Linked DNA regions of Anser cygnoides: region 2 is linked to region 1. Evidence: chromatin contacts called from public Hi-C data. All regions are on one chromosome and are shown on one strand. The core of a region is the stretch at or near the end of the contact, and the rest is flanking DNA. Distances in the headings are between cores, read along the strand shown. Region 1 holds the start of PWP1 (PWP1 homolog, endonuclein). Region 2 holds the start of ABTB3 (ankyrin repeat and BTB domain containing 3).

Region 1 (7,384 bases), core at 2,226-4,725:
GTGGAAAGGATTTGAGCATAGAGGGATGAGAAAAGGGAGCTCCCCTTTTCTGTGTATGGAAGAAAGCCAGCTTTTCTGACACAGAATAAATAGGATCATGGAATATTCCGACTTGGAAGGGACCCACGTAGCTCACGTTCTCCCAGGGCAAGCACCTCTGACTATAAAACCCCTTTCAAAGCGTTTATCTTCTCTGCTGGTACATGCGAGCAAGAAAAATCACCAATGGCTCAGTGGAACACACGTAAAACATACAGTGCCCCAAAATGAATGTAGCAAGTGAACTCGTTTTAAAGATGCACATATACCTTCCTCCCTGAGCTTTGTTATGGTATGTGAAGCCACCACAACAACTTCTCGTGTGATATCACACGTTTGACAAGGGTCCCTTACAAACAAACTGGACATTGTGCCAGGAGCCTACAACTAGTCTTACCTTTCAATTTTGAAAGCTTTGTGAAGAATCTAAAATAGTACAGAAACTACAGCTACCAGAAAAAAAACAGAACCTTTATGCTTAGCAAAGGTCTCAAAAATTCACCTACCCCACCCCCCTGCCCCAGATGATCACAGTCCTTGCAGCTCTCTAAATTATATTGTCTCTTCGCATGAAGCCTCTCCTTCTAACTGACTTCTGTAGCCTCTCCCTGTACATTAATTCAGACAGCAGTCACAATCCATCTTTCTAAATTAAATTGCTGGATGTTCTTTGAAGTCTCTCCATATCACTTCTGAAGAAGCACCCCACATTCTAGGTAAGGCAACACCACTGTTACATACAGTGGAAGGATTACCTCGTGCCTCACACACTGCATCTCCATTTACCACAAAAAGACAAAGAGGCTGCGCCACAGGACAGCGCTGACACTCAGCCTGTGGTAGACTACAGCTAGAGATGATTTCTTCCCCTGCAGAGCTCCTACGAAGCTCCTGCCAGGATGTTCCCCATCTGATATTTGATGGAAACTGATACAGGCAGAAATAGGCGATTATGCTTTAATTGATGCTTATTTAACGGGGATGTGTTTCTTCAAGACATAGCCCTAATATAACACGATTACTTTTCTTTGTAATCCTGTTTTCTAAAATAGCCTGGGTCCATCTCAGCTTGATTTCTTCCACAAACTGGCGGAAGATGTAAGAGGCTTGTAATCTCACAAGTCGTCTAATTTTGGTCATTAGTGACCTGCGATGCTGAAACTTTTTATTTCTTCAAGCACTTTCTGTGTCCTATCAGAGAGCTGACAAGCCACTCCACGTACGGAAGTACACATCCTAAATCATGAGCCAGTTCACCTTAACATCTGACTTAAAGGTAAAAAGTGCACAGAAAGGGGGCTGCACAAAGTAGCCTTAAAAGGAAAAAATCTGTCTGAGCAAAAACCTGGCAAGCCTTTTAAAAGTGCTGCAAGCACCTAAGACCCCAAGGCAGTCTGGCAGAGAATTAGACTTAAATGAATTCTAAGCTAATGCTGTTTAAGATATTTAGCATTTGTATAGTACTTACAGTGTTTTTTAGAGTGATGTAAGGATCCTGATCATTGCTCCCATACACTGCCAGCCCAGCTAAAGTCTCTCCGAGCTTTCTATCACCTAGATGGGAATTTCAGAACATTTCTTACATGTGTCAACGACAGGTGAAGTTAGACGCTCCTGTACCGGTACCTGTATTGCAAAATATCAGGAGTGGGCTAAATGAACTTCCAAGTCCCAAACACGAGGAGAACCTCAGTAAGCTACATTGCTTAGTGCTTTCAGGGACTCTTGCTGCTGTGCTCCGGCACTGCAGCAGGGGGTGTGACAGCCTTTCCAACGCTGCTCAGTTCTTGCATCAGGGAGGAGGACACTAAACTGTTTCACTCACTAAATCACTTCCTAAACTGGGACGAGGAAACAATTCAACACGTGAATTTCCAGCACTTGAAACTCTGTAGTTTTAGGGTACTCATGCCTCAAGTACCACAAGAGCTGAAAAGGTTCCTCATTTGCAATGCGTATCTGACATTTAAAATTTCTCTTACCTGTGTCTTCCTCTTCATCATACTTATCCAAATCATATTCAGCCAGTTCATCGTCAGTCAGCTTTTCGGAGGTTTCCTCCTGGTCTTCATTTTTGGGAGAAGACTCAGCTCTTTCAGCAGTGGCAACGTCCATGCCATCTGCCGTCTGGCCCTGCTCATCTTCATCGCTATCATCAGCACCTTCCCTGTTTAAAGACAGACATCCCCTGAGGAAGCAACACGGACTGGATGCTTCCAGGAAATCATTCAGCGGATTGGCAACAAGATTTCAGCACGCAGTCCTGGCTGCTCACATGGATTTCCAGTCTTTATGCCAATAATTTGGAAACCTACTCAACTCCTTTCCTGACTTCTCCCAAAACAGAAGATGTCGTTATTCTCAGGCTGATAGGGAAAGTTTTTTCTTGCACATTTTCCTGACAAAGCATGGCATAAGTTTTGTTTGGTGGAACTAAACTGAAGTGTGTCTAGATCTCTTTCTCTTGCCTTTCCTTGTGGATAATTCAGTTTCTGTGAATGCTTGCAAGGAATTCAGCAGAAGGCGCGCACAGCAGACGCTGACTGAGGGCCTAAGGCGGACGTGCCAGGCCTCTGAGTGCAGCACGCTCCACAGGAGCTCAGCCCTGCCGAACGCAGCGCGTGCTGCCCTCCTGCACACAGTCCCCAGGCAGCAACCAGCCAAGGTGGCTCCCACAGGTGGGGGGACCAGGTGATCTTGGAGGTCTTTTCCAGCCTTAATGATTCTGTGATTTCTAAAGCAAACACCAGATGTCTGTTTAGTAGAAGCACTTTGTGTAACAGTGTGAGAACTGGAAACGAGATAATCAGAGATCCTAAATTCAAGCCTGATTTATGACCTTTGCCCGGGAAAAGAAAAAGCGGTCAATGTCATAGGACCATCAAGGCTGGAAAAGGGCCTTCAACATCACCTGGTCCAACCACCCCCTCGCTGAGGGTGCACTCAGCTCCCTCACCCAAACCACCGATAAAGACGTTAAAGAGGGCTGACCCCCCCGTTAACCCCTGGGGCACGCCACCGCTGACCAGACGCCAGCTGGATGTCACCGCGCTCACCACCACCACCCCCCGGTCCCGTCCGTGACCACCGACGGGCGCCCAGCCCGCCCCGTGCCCACGCCCCCCCCCAGCTCACCTCAGCCGTTCGCGGGCCTCCCCGACGAGGCGCCGGAGCTCGTCGCGGCTCAGCTGCACCTGGGGGGGGACACGGGGCCGTTAGGGGGGGGGGGGGCGCTGACGCTGAGGGGGGGGGGGCGCTGAGGGGACCGGGGGGGCGCGCTGAGGGGGCGCTGAGGGGACCGGGGGATCCCGCCCCCCCCCCCCACCTTGTCCGGCGTCTCCTTGGCAACGCCGCGTCGCACCCAGGCTGCGCACGGCACCGGGCAGCTCATGGCGGCTCCGCGTGCGGGACCGGGGGCGCGCGGGGGTGACGTCACGGGGGGGGGGGGGGAAGGAGGAGCGCGGTGGCGTCATCGCAGAGCGCGCGCGGGGGGGGCGGGCAGAGGCGGGGAGGAGGGGCGGCGTAGGGGGGGTGCGTGTGGAGGGGGCTGTGAGGGGAGGTGCGTTGGGCGTTAATTAGCGACTCTGTGAAGGGCTGTTGTTAATTGTTCGCTGCCCAGCTCCCCGTGCAGTGCTCCGTGCCCCCTGAGCCAGCCTTGTGTTTACGGAAGCACCGCCCAGAGGGGGCGCACACGCGATGCTTCCCTCCCTCCACACGCGCGGTCACAGAGCAGCAGGGTGCTGTGGGGGCGCTCCGCGGCCGGCGTGCAGAAAATGAGGGGAGGGGAGAAAAAAGGGTAGGAAAGCTGCACAGACGGCCTGCCGAGCTGCAGTTATAGGAAATAACTTCTCTTTTGAATCACAGAATCATTAGGGGTTGGAAAAGCCCTCCAAGATCATCTGGTCCAACCCTCACCCTACCACCAATGTCACCCACTAACCATGTCCCCAAGCACCACGTCCAACCTTCCCTTGAACACCCCCAGGGACGGTGACTCCACCACCTCCCTGGGCAACCCGTCCCAGTGCTTGACCACTCTTCCACGTTTCCTCTGGAGTTGTGCCTGGAATCTCTCTCAGACCCATTTCTTAGCCTCTAATGAGCAGAGGTGATTTTCATCCTGAGGCACCTCTGCAAAGTAAGGCAAGACTTGATAGCAGCGACTTTCACTGTTTCAGTTTAGTCACTGATTCTGGTGTCAGAGCCTTCTGCCTGTCTGACGAGAAAAGCACTGAAACAGTGTCCCTAATTCTGGATCCACTTATGGAGAATTTGAGGCATTTGACCCATCCCAACCTATCTGAGGAGGCAAGTGCTGGGTAGTTCTCATCCACAGGAAATGTGTGTCCCTGTCTTGTTCCAGGTGTCATCATGAAGGTTCAGCTAGGTGAAGGTACCTGGCTAAGCAGAGCAAACTTTTATTCTGGCATGGACTTACCAAGCAAAGAAAAGCAGGGTCAGTAGGAAAAGTCAGTAGGAAAAAATGGCTCCTCTGAAGGGAAGTGCCAACTTTTTTTTTTTAGGGTATGTGTCAAGGTGCTCGGAGAGTATTACCTTCCACACTAAGTAAGGGTGGAGGAGAGAGGAGACCTGAAGAGATACAGAAGCCACCGGTGCCAGCAAGCTCCCCAATACTTATTTGAAAACTTGCAGAAAGGGTGCTCCAGAGTCCAAGGCTCTGCAGAGACCTTGAAATACCTTGAAACTGTCAGAGACAGTGTAAGCATGTCTAGTATGGCAGCTGGAAGGTACTACAAGGCCATGAGAAGGTTCATACTACAAATCATACAGGCTGCAAGCAAGAAAACAAAGGGAATTTTATGTGTTTTGAGAGAAGCAGGCTTGTTGCTGTGGTTCAGCTCACCTCTTCAGATGAGACAAGGGTAAAGGCACTGATACACTAACACTCAAAAAAAAAAATCTTCTCTCAAATGAGCTGAAAAGTATGTTTTGCAGTCCCAGAGATGCTGAACAGCTAAAAGGGAAGTCACAACATCAAGAAATCCTCTAACTTTGGACAGACATAAAGAAGTGCTTACGAGTTGCTTTCAAACACCAAGGGCAGCCACAAAAGTCCTCAAGGTTACCTTTTGATTCTCTATTTGCATTCCCTGGGTGATTCTCTGAAATGAAGAGCATGAATTGGAGGAAACCAAAGGAAGATCAGATCCCAATAGGGCAGCATCTTGTCAGGGGAGACAACATACCCTGCTTGCACACAGCAGTGTAGCCTGGAGGGAAGAACTCTGATAGCTAGGCACAGGTAAGTTTTCAGGTGGTTGAAACAAGGCCGCTTTGGTTTTCTTTCATCTAAGATCTCAAGGTCTTGTCTGGGAGATAACCAACCTCCCCGCTTTAGAAGATAACTCATTCTTGCGCCAAGGCTTATTCTCCAAAATCTTAGGTTTTGCTTACCTTTATGGAATAAACTGGATCTGTTATTTATCCATTAATTTACTCTTATTTTTTATTGCTTATGGAGCATCTGTTTCCCCAAAATGTGCCCTAAGAGTTGATACAACTCTTACAAACGCACAACTACAACTCTGTAAATGATACAACACACTAGGGCTCCGCTAGTAAAGGAAAGTCAGTAAACATATGGGTATGGGAAAAACCAACTGGCAGTGCTCCAGGTGCTGTGACTCTGCCAAGATATGCAAGTTTTACTTATAATTGTTGTTCTCACAGCCGGCAGGGAGTGGTGCCTGTGTGCCTTCGTGTCAGCGTACACATGGGTGAGCACTCGGAGGAGAAGGGGTACGTGCGAGTGTGCCGGGGCACCATCACATCTCCGTGGGCAGATGCACTCGTAAAAACACCAGAAGACTCCCACCCCTCCAGCTGTGCTGCACCACAGCAGTGAGGGGAGATGCTAGGGGCTGTATTTGTCTCAATGGTGGGGCGTATTTGCTACTTCAGTGTCTAAGAATATTGCCCAATATCAGCTGCTTCAAGTATTCATGATTTCAGGAAGAGACCCTTTTTTTTTTTTACAAGCTTCTGGGCTTGTAGGGCAGAGGGGTTGGGAAGCTCCAGAAAAGCAGAGAGGCAGTGGGGCTGTGCTGTGTACAGCAGCATCCTGGGCTGCCAGGCTATCTGTGCAGATTTGTGGATGTCATCTTTGTAGCAAAGCTTGGAGATAGACAGCCCACCTCTTACTCTGGAACAACAGCCCCCTTGAAACATTCTTTAAAAAAAAAAAAAAGTAATCGAAGAAGCTCTCATTAAAATATAAAGCTCTCTTGACACGGAAAAGTTTGGCTGATACTGCTACACACCTACAAATATGCCTGTATAAGCCACTATGCAGTTTTCTTAAATTTGTTATTTCTGAATGGCTTAAATGATAGTGTTACTTTCTAAATAATCTAATTTAAGCTGAGATATACAATGATTTTTTTGTGTGTGTTACACAGATGCCTCTGCTGCTTATGCCCCCAGTAGACCTACATCAAGCACTTCAGACAGACAGTGGTCTCCTGTTTGGACAATACCGGAGGCTCCTCTTGGGTAAGCCTTGCTGTGTGGCACTGGTGGTTTAAGACATCGCTGCCCACTTCTGCCTTGTAGAGGAGAAGACACAGCAGTGGGCAAGACTGTCCTAAACCTTAATTATTTTAGTGAATGTGCGCCAAAGCCCTCAGTTTCTACATGTTAGGGTTGTCCAGAAAACCTACAAAAAATGTGAACTGGCCGTAGCAGAAACACAGATGATTTTGCAGAAAATGTAGAGCAATGTTGTTAATGGGTATGTCTGAACTTCTCTATTTTCTCAGGGAAGAGTTAACTCAGATGCCCAGAAATAATACTAAATTGCGCCAGTATCGATATTCTCCTTGGGAAAGGAAACAGACCAGACCAATTTGCTACAAGTGAAGCTTGCTTTGCTTTTTTTCCTAGTGAATGACACTGGGGAGGAAGGCAAGGGGGCCTACATCTGCTACTAAATTTTGATATTTGTAGTCTTGCCACCTGTCGTTACCACACTCAGCTCCTGGACGGCTGGGCTTGCAGAGCCTGCAGGCACCTGACTGTGCCAGGATCCTGGTCTGGAGCCACCCTGTCGCTTGTAGCAATGTTTAACTCACATGACTCACATGTATGGATTTTTCCTTCTAGGCCATACTTGAAGGGATATTACCATTTTTTGCCTCCTGGATCAACTTGTTTTGTAATAATCTGATACATTATAAAGGAAGGATTTGATTCTAAATCCACCAAAACTTACAAGGTACAATTAAATTTAAAAGTTAAAAAAAAACAACACTCAAATAAAAAGATTTTTTTTTAAAGCTTGATTTTACTGTCATGCTAGAATTAATCATTTCCCTCTATTTACTTC
Region 2 (7,847 bases), core at 2,519-5,018, 180 kb after region 1:
ATCTTGCAATGCTGATCTTACTCAGCAGCTTCCAAGATGACTGGGTATGACACGAGGCTAAAAAACCTCAGCTGTAACCACTAAGTGCTCTGCACAGCTGACGGGGAAGCCCTGAAAGAATGGTTTGTGCCTCCGGGATCCTCAGACCATCCGCCCCAACACCCACGCTCACAACCTGGATCAGAGCAGCCCCTGATTACTTCACGCTCAAACTCATGTGCCCCCCATACTTGCACCCTGTGATCTTCACGGGTTGCCAGTTTCACTGTCCACATGGAATTTAAGGTGTTGAATTCAGCCTGGAAAAGTTTTCAAGGGTTGACGTTTGCCTGCCAACGAGACAACACCGCCTGTCCCCTATCAAAATTGCAAACAAAAAAAGGTATCGATAAAGGGTCTCCTTTTGCCCTCTTTTGCTCACCCCCAGTAACATATGGGCCATGGTACCTCCAGCAAAGACCTAAGCAGTGATTCTCATCTGCGTCTGATGGACCAAACCAACCCATTTTCATGTCTGCGTGCCCACTTGGTACCCAATTTACCGAAACCCCAGAGCACCAAGACCTGCCTCTTCTCCTGGAGTAGTCCAGAAAGACATAAGGAAAAAACAACTTCATGTGCAGCAGGCTTATCACGGTGTTTCAAGTTCTGAACACGGAGGAAGGATGAACTTGTGGTTATGCCACTACACAGAGATGCGGCTTCCAGCACTTCGAGCAACCTACCACAGGTTTCCCAAGTAGTTCTGAGCAGGTCAAATAATCTCTCCCATCAGACTTCCCCACCTTTCAAGTGCCTGGGAAGGAAACATTCGCAACCGACCGTCGAGCACTCAGACATCAAAACGGTGAGGGCTAAATAAACAGATGCGTATCTCCCTGGTGAAGAAACAGCCCGATGTTTTCAATGGCTTACAACGTTTGGTCTAGCTGCCATGGAAGTACTTAAGAGTGTGCAGCGCTCCCTTGGATTAAATCTAAATAAACGTAAACAGCAATAAAAAATGGTTTTCATTACAAGAAGGCCCGAGTCTTGTTTGCACCTGTAACTCTGAATATGTGTAACAGGATGTCAAACTACTTCTTGCACGATGCTGAAAAGCAAAGCATGACAGGCATTTGCATAGGAAACTGAACGGCACAGGGAGAGAGGCAAAACAAAATGGACAACTTGCTAGGGCCTGATTCGAACATCTTCGAGAAATGCCATTTGCTCCAACCAGGACTGAGATTTGTGTCAGGTAAAGCTACAGCAAAATGGAGACAAAAACTCTGAATCATGCCCCTGGAGGGGAGATAAATGAGGGTCAGAATGAAGTTCATTTAAATCCACCAAGCTGCTACAGAGGGGGCTACAGATCCGCAAAACAAAATGAAGGGCTCAGTAGGAGCCTGCACTGCCAGTGCTGCAATGTCAGGAAGGCAACGCAGTGCCACCTGAAACCTACAGGCACAGCACCAGGACTCGAGGGAAAACAACGGTGGCCCTCCCGGGGGAGACACGCCTGCAAGCAGCGCTAGGACGAGGCGCACGGATCCCGCAACGCGTGCCCCTGGCAGCAGAGGTTCAGCAGAGCCTCCGGGGAGGACATCCTCCCAAACCCAGAGGAACATAACGGAGCCACATCTTTTTACACCAGTGGGGAGGATTCGCCCCTTTCTGCTTGGCATCCTCCTGGGGGTCTCTTTTGGGAGAGAGGACAATAGCAAATTAGCTGTAACGCATCAGCTGTGCCTCTAACACCTCAACAGGGTTAATCTGTAGCCCTGATCTAGACTTCCAGTTATCCTTGTTTCCCCGGTTTCCTCTTCTCCAACATTTGCATCTCAGCGTGACAGGTATTTCGTATTTAAGCTTATGTGCCTGTGCACGCCGCTACGTAGGAGAGAAGCACCCGGTTTTAACTACGGCTGCGACTCCAGCCACGGCTCCCAGAGATGCGCTACCGGCTCGGTCCATTTCCCCTTCCTTGCCAAACCGAGGGAGCTGAAATGAGAGACGTCAACTTTGGGATCCTGCTCCCTCGAATGGGAGCTCGGTAAAAATATCGGACTCCTCGTTTGCAAAGAGGCAAAAAAAAAAAAAATCCCCAGGAAGTTGATGCATCGCGGCGTTGCATCTGTGTCGAGCCCTGGGTAAACAAGCAGCAACATGAATGAAATCTGTCCAGAAAGACTGCATTTCAGCGCCAACCACGCAATCCCTGGCCAAACCACTGCGTCTGGAACAAAGTTTGATCTCGCTCGCGAGCGCCCAGCTGCGCTCCTGCCATTTCCTGGGGGGAACCGCAGCTCTGCGGGATGGATGCCCACCGCGAGACCCACTCGGGCAGCCCCCGGAGAAGCGCACCCACCCACCCGGGGGTGGGCTGAAAGAAAAAAGGGTCGAAAGCCACCCCCGGAGCTGCCACCCCGGCGGGGGCACCCCCTGCCCTCGGGGGGTCCCCGGCCGGGCCGGGGGGGCGCAGAGGGGACCCGGGGGGGCCGCTCCCCGCCCCGGTGCCCCAGGCGGGGGCCAGCCCCGGGGCCGGGCACTCACCGCTGGCGTTCTTGCCGCAGATGAGGTGCTGGTAGGGCTGCAGCAAGCCCCACAGCTCGGGGTCGTTGTTGACCGTCTGCTCCAGCGCCTCGAGCGTGAAGCGCGGCCCCTCGGCGCCCTCCTTCTCCTTGTCCTTCTCCTTCTCCTTGTCCTTGTCGGCCGGGGGGCGGCCGGGCGGCGGCAGGGGGGCGGCGGGGCCGGCCAGCACCCTGGCGTGGATGTCTCGGAAGAGGCTCTCGGTGCCGGCCGTGAGGTAGATGGCGGCGTGCTCGTGGATGCGCAGGGCCACGCGGCTGTCCACCATCCAGCGGTAGAACTTGCCCACGGAGAAGGCGAGCCCGCAGCGCGCCGACTTGCCGCGGCTGAAGCGGTCGCCGCCGCTGCCGCTCATGTTGTAGAGGGAGAGGGCGCCCAGCGCCGCCGCCGTGCAGCGGGCGGCCAGCGTCCAGCCCAGGACGATCTCCATGGCGCTGCGCACCTCGTGCTTGGTGCACTTGGCGAAGCGGAGGCTCAGGCGCTGCGCCTCCCGGGCGATGCGCACCAGCGCCCGGCTCACCAGCGTGGAGAGCCGCGCCGCGGCATCCCGGCTCCCGGCACCGGCACCCGCACCGGCACCCGCACCGGCACCGGCACCGGCACCGCCCGGCGGCCGCGGCTCCCGGCGGGGCGGCGGCGGCAGCAGCAGCGCCTCCACCTCCTCCAGGCTCCAGGGGACCTCCTCGAGGTCGGGCAGGAGCCGGGCGCACTGCTGCCCCGCGCAGTCCAGCACCTCCGAGTCTTCCGCTAGGACGGTGTTGACGGTGTCGAAGCTGTTGTGGCGACTGTGCATGGAGCCAGCTAGGTGCGGCCAGCAGCTGCCTCCATAGGGGTACGCGGGGTGCGAATCCGAGCAGCACAGCGACAAGTTGGACGAGCGCACCGAGTCCGCCGCGCCACCATAGCCGGAGTCCAGCGTCAGGTCTTCCAGCGTCCTCACCGCCGTCTTACCCCTCCGGGCCATCGCCGCACTTCATGCTGCACCCGACCCAAGGCGCCCGGGCACGGAGCGGACGGAAGCGGGGGACGGGCAGCGGGCAGCCCCGCTGGGCCGAGCCGAGCCGTGCCGAGCCCTGCCGAGCCGAGCCGAGCCGCCCCGCTCCGCTCCCCCTGGCCGCGCAGCGCCGGAGCCGCCCGGTGCCTGCTGCCCGCCGCCGGCCGCGGCCCCGCTCCCGGCCCGGCTCCTGCACTGCGCCGCGCCGCCGGCCCCACACCGCAGCGCGGCGCGGGGTGGGCGGGGACATGCAAATCTACCGGGCGCCGCGGCCAATGGTTGCGCGCGGAGGAGGGGGATATGCAAAACAACAGAGCCCCGCGGCCAATGGGGAGGCGCCTCCCGCAGCGAGGCTCCGCCCCCGAGCGCCGCGGGGCGCGGCGCGGTGCGGGAGGGCCCCGGCGCCGGCCCCGGTCCCCCCGCGCTGCCCGCGGGCGCTGGGCGCGCACCGGCGGCGGGTGGGAGCCGGGCACCCACACGGCCAAGGGGTGACACCGGGCAGAGCCCTGGTCGGGAAGGGAGAGCGCCAGGCAGCGAGCAAGTACGGGAAAGCCCTTAAGAAATCCCGAAATTGGGAAATCTGCACGTTTCCAAACCTTGAAATTAGAAAATCTGGAAATCAGAAAATCTGGAAATCAGGAAACCTGGAAGTTAGAAAATCTTGATATTTTCAAATCTTGAAATTACAAAATCTTGATATTTTCAAATATTGACGTTTTCAGATCTGGACATTTTCAAACCTTGACACTACCAAACCTTGAAATTACAAAATCTTGAAATTAACTCTCATGAAGGCTTGGAGAAGTAAGATCTCTTTTAGGATTACTATTGTATTTCCTGTGCACTTCAAGGTTCCTGATGCAGCACACAGTATCTCCCCAACTAGCATATTCCAACCCTACGTTGCCTGCCCCCGTGTTATTAGGAGCTGCCTGGCTGATAGCCCAGGCAACAGGCTGGGAGGGTATATACACGCTTCTACATTCTGTGTTGACGAAATGCTGTATCCTTTTAAGCATAAAATACCGGCAAAATCCCATCCCTTTAAGTATAAGAGCCTAGCAAACACATTCTTCTATCGTGCCAACAGAGCCGGCCAAAATTCCCGAGCAGACAAGGCGCAGCGTGTCGGAGCGGTGCCCGGCCCAGGGAGCACAGCCTGGCGTGCCTTCAACATAAACTTCCTATAGGAAAGGCACGAACGCAGCTACAGGTAGGCTAATTTGTCGGGCGGGCTGGGGAGAGCTACGACACGGCCAAAAAACACCGAGGGGTTGCCTTCCACAGCGGGTCGAGTGCTGTCAGAAACCGGTTTCTCAGCATAAGCTCGGTGGTTCCGCCAGACGCGCCGCGCACGGCAGATTTTTCATGGGAATACATGGGCATCGTACGCTCAGCAGTGGTCGCAGAAAGTAGCAGGGCTCAGGGCAGGAGCAACCTCAACGACAGCCGCTGGCAGCCTGCAAATAAGACATTCAGGCCCCCGCTGACAGAGCAGGGGGACCATCAAATAGGGGAGCGTGCCTTGAGAGCAAAATCATGCGGACTTTGTGGCTGTCCAGACCAACATCTCGCAGCAGAGCCCTCTGGTGTCTCCAGCCCTTCAGTGCGGAGGCTTCCAGGTTGCTCAGGGAAATCCTCCGGCTCTCAGTTCGGTAAGAGAACGAAAGCGTCTCCGGGACTGAACACCTCGGGTTGGGTATTTTTCTGACAAATGCCATCCACCTGACCCTGTCCCTACGCTTCCAGGAAGCACTGTGGCTCTGCACTGACCGCAGGCAACAGTAGGTCAAAATTAGGGGAATCCCAAGTTTTGGGGAGTTTTGTAGCAGATGGTTGGTTGTGCTTCATGGTGTGCACCCAGGAAGGGTGAGCTGAACAAATGAGGGGGGCGTCTTGTTCACCACCCCTTGTAAAAAGGTTGATGCTGACCTTTGAGGCACTGTTTTTAGGCCATGTCATTACCCACGCATCGAGACAAATAGGACAAACGAGAAGAGGACAGTTGTCTCAGGCTGCGCGCAGACTCAGGCGTTTATGGCACTGAGTCAGAGTCAGCTTGTACTTCAAAAGACCTCTTTCCAACTAACTACAGAGGGCTCTTTTTAATTTTAATGCAGAAAGCAAGATATTGGGCCTTACTAGAGATTTTGTCGTTGCAGCGAGATCCGTATCACCTCCCACGTCGTGCCACCAGTTTGGAAAAAGTCTCGACGCTTGGACGCACCAAGCGCGTGTCAGCGCCGGGCTGGTTTGTGCTTTCAAAAGCAGCAGAGAGACCTGACTCATTTCTTCAAGACGACTAATTACCTTCTCACTGTGTGCTCAGATCAGTGCAGGGCAGCCGTTCTGGATCTCCAGGGATGTTTGGGTGCCTGGAGGTCCTTGCCTTCCCATGTGCGGCCAGCTTGGCTTCTGCATCCCGGAGCGAGCTTCGGCATGGTTTGGAAGGACATCTGACAGCGCTCCCGAGACAGGGTGACTTTGTTCTGGAAACTGCCCTGGGAGAAGATGGGATCAAACGGTTTGGAGGGAAACACACCTCTGCGACAAGAGCAGTGCCCAATGGGGTCAACAGCCCTCAGCTTTAATCCCAAAAACGCACCACACCTCTCCTGCCCTGGGCAGGCGGGCAGGTGTCTGCAGCCATGCCCTACTGTGCGAGCCGGCTGGGGTCATTTGCCTACCAGACAAAAACATCCACTGAAGAAAACAGAGCCCCTTTATATGTCACATGCTCGGGGAGGGGGGATGACAATTTTCAGCTAGTTGGAGACGGGGACATTAGTTATCCTGACAGAGCTGGGGATTCAGACAGGAGCTGATTAAGTACCCTCAGAGGATGATAAGTGCCAGCAAAAGCTCTGAAAGAGGTAAATTGAAACACACTTTAAAAAGGTGCTCAGGGCAAATTGAAGCGAATGGGGAAATTAGAGATTGCATGGGGAGAGCAATAAGTGCCACAGCTCTTTCCCTTTCCTTCCCCACCCAGTGAACTGCCTGCAAATGGCACCTCGGTGAGAGCCGCAGGGACGAGCCCGACAGCAAGCACGCTGGCAGGCGGAGTGCCTAGGATCAGGCCACTCGGTTTTTGTATTCCAAATTCAATGTGCTGCCACGTAATAACAGCTCAGATCAAAAGCAGCGCTCGCAGTATCTCGCAGCTCTATCTCTGGCTGGCAGGAGCAAGCACCAAGCCTCACCAGGGCCTGGCTTGTGTTGCTGGGGAAGTCCTGGCGCTAATGTTTCTGATCACAGGCGGTTCATTTACAAAGCCATGCTGTGATCCTGTACCTGTAAAGCATGTGTGAAATGCACCTCCCTGGCAAAGCAGCCTTTGGGGCTGCAGCATGCCTGCAGCCTGCACAAAGCCACCCGTCACAGATGGAGAGGAGCACTGCCGTCGCAGGTAGCGTCATCCCCGCAGGGCTGCTGGGTGACGGCTGCCAAGCGTTCAGACAAGAGGGCTCGTGGAGGAGACTCCTGGTGCTGCTTCTTGACCGCGTGCAGCACCGAAAGGAGCAGGGATGGGTGGCACGACGAGGCCACCGGCTCGCTGGGAGGGTGGGAAGGAAGGACAGTTGCTGCCCAGCCCAGCTGCGCTCTTCTGCTCTGCAAAAGCAGCAGCTCCTACTTGCCACTGAGCTCAAAGCCCTGCCAACTTTCTCCCTGCAATGCCCATGCCCCTGTGTGCTGAGAGGGCAGCGCGGCAGGGATGTAGAAACCTGTGCCTGGCTGGGAGGGGAGCGATTCTGCAGGATTTCTGAGAAGTTGCTAACTGTGGACGCTTGGAGAAACTGCCAGCCAAAACCAAATCATAGATAATGAAACCATGCAGCCCACGGCTGTGGTACATTTTGGATGCCAAAATCATAAATGAATTCAGAGAGATCTGAAAAATTTCTGAAGGCTAAGACCACTGGTAGCTATTGATCACAACGATGCACATGCAGTCTTCATCTCTGAAAGTTTCTCAACAGCGGTTTGCCAGAAGTGGTGAGGTTATGCCAGGGGAAGGAGCACTTTGTGATCACTTGGTTCCTCATGGCTCTGTAGCTGGTGGCTGCAAAAGAAGAGACACAGCACTGCAGAGACAGAGCCAAAGTCTCCAAGGCAGCCGTTTGGTTGCAGCCCTCACTCCCACACGAGGGGACAGCATTACCGCCAGGTCACCAGCTTGGCTTGGAGGTCTGAACAGTCAATGCAGCCATACTTGGAGTCCTTATGAAGTGCTGGGTTTTTAGGAAGGATCAACTGCAACCTCTACACCCATCCTGAC

The links. Hi-C and Micro-C count contacts between places; a contact is called where the count stands out from the background.
Region 2: a contact with region 1 is called in a Hi-C map of liver, with 2.2 times the contacts expected there. The contact joins the promoter of ABTB3 here to the promoter of PWP1 in region 1. A contact is called at or near these places in 2 of 7 Hi-C or Micro-C datasets (granulosa cells and liver).

The regions. Positions count from the first base shown.
Region 1 is chr1:58,136,121-58,143,504 of Taihu_goose_T2T_genome, forward strand. It overlaps PWP1 (PWP1 homolog, endonuclein), which reads right to left and starts at 3,476. Exons shown (of 15, transcript XM_066997039.1): 1 at 3,365-3,476; 2 at 3,175-3,233; 3 at 2,022-2,206; 4 at 1,508-1,593. The coding sequence starts at 3,430.
Region 2 is chr1:58,318,110-58,325,956 of Taihu_goose_T2T_genome, forward strand. It overlaps ABTB3 (ankyrin repeat and BTB domain containing 3), which reads right to left and starts at 3,769. Exons shown (of 17, transcript XM_066997068.1): 1 at 2,539-3,769. The coding sequence starts at 3,538.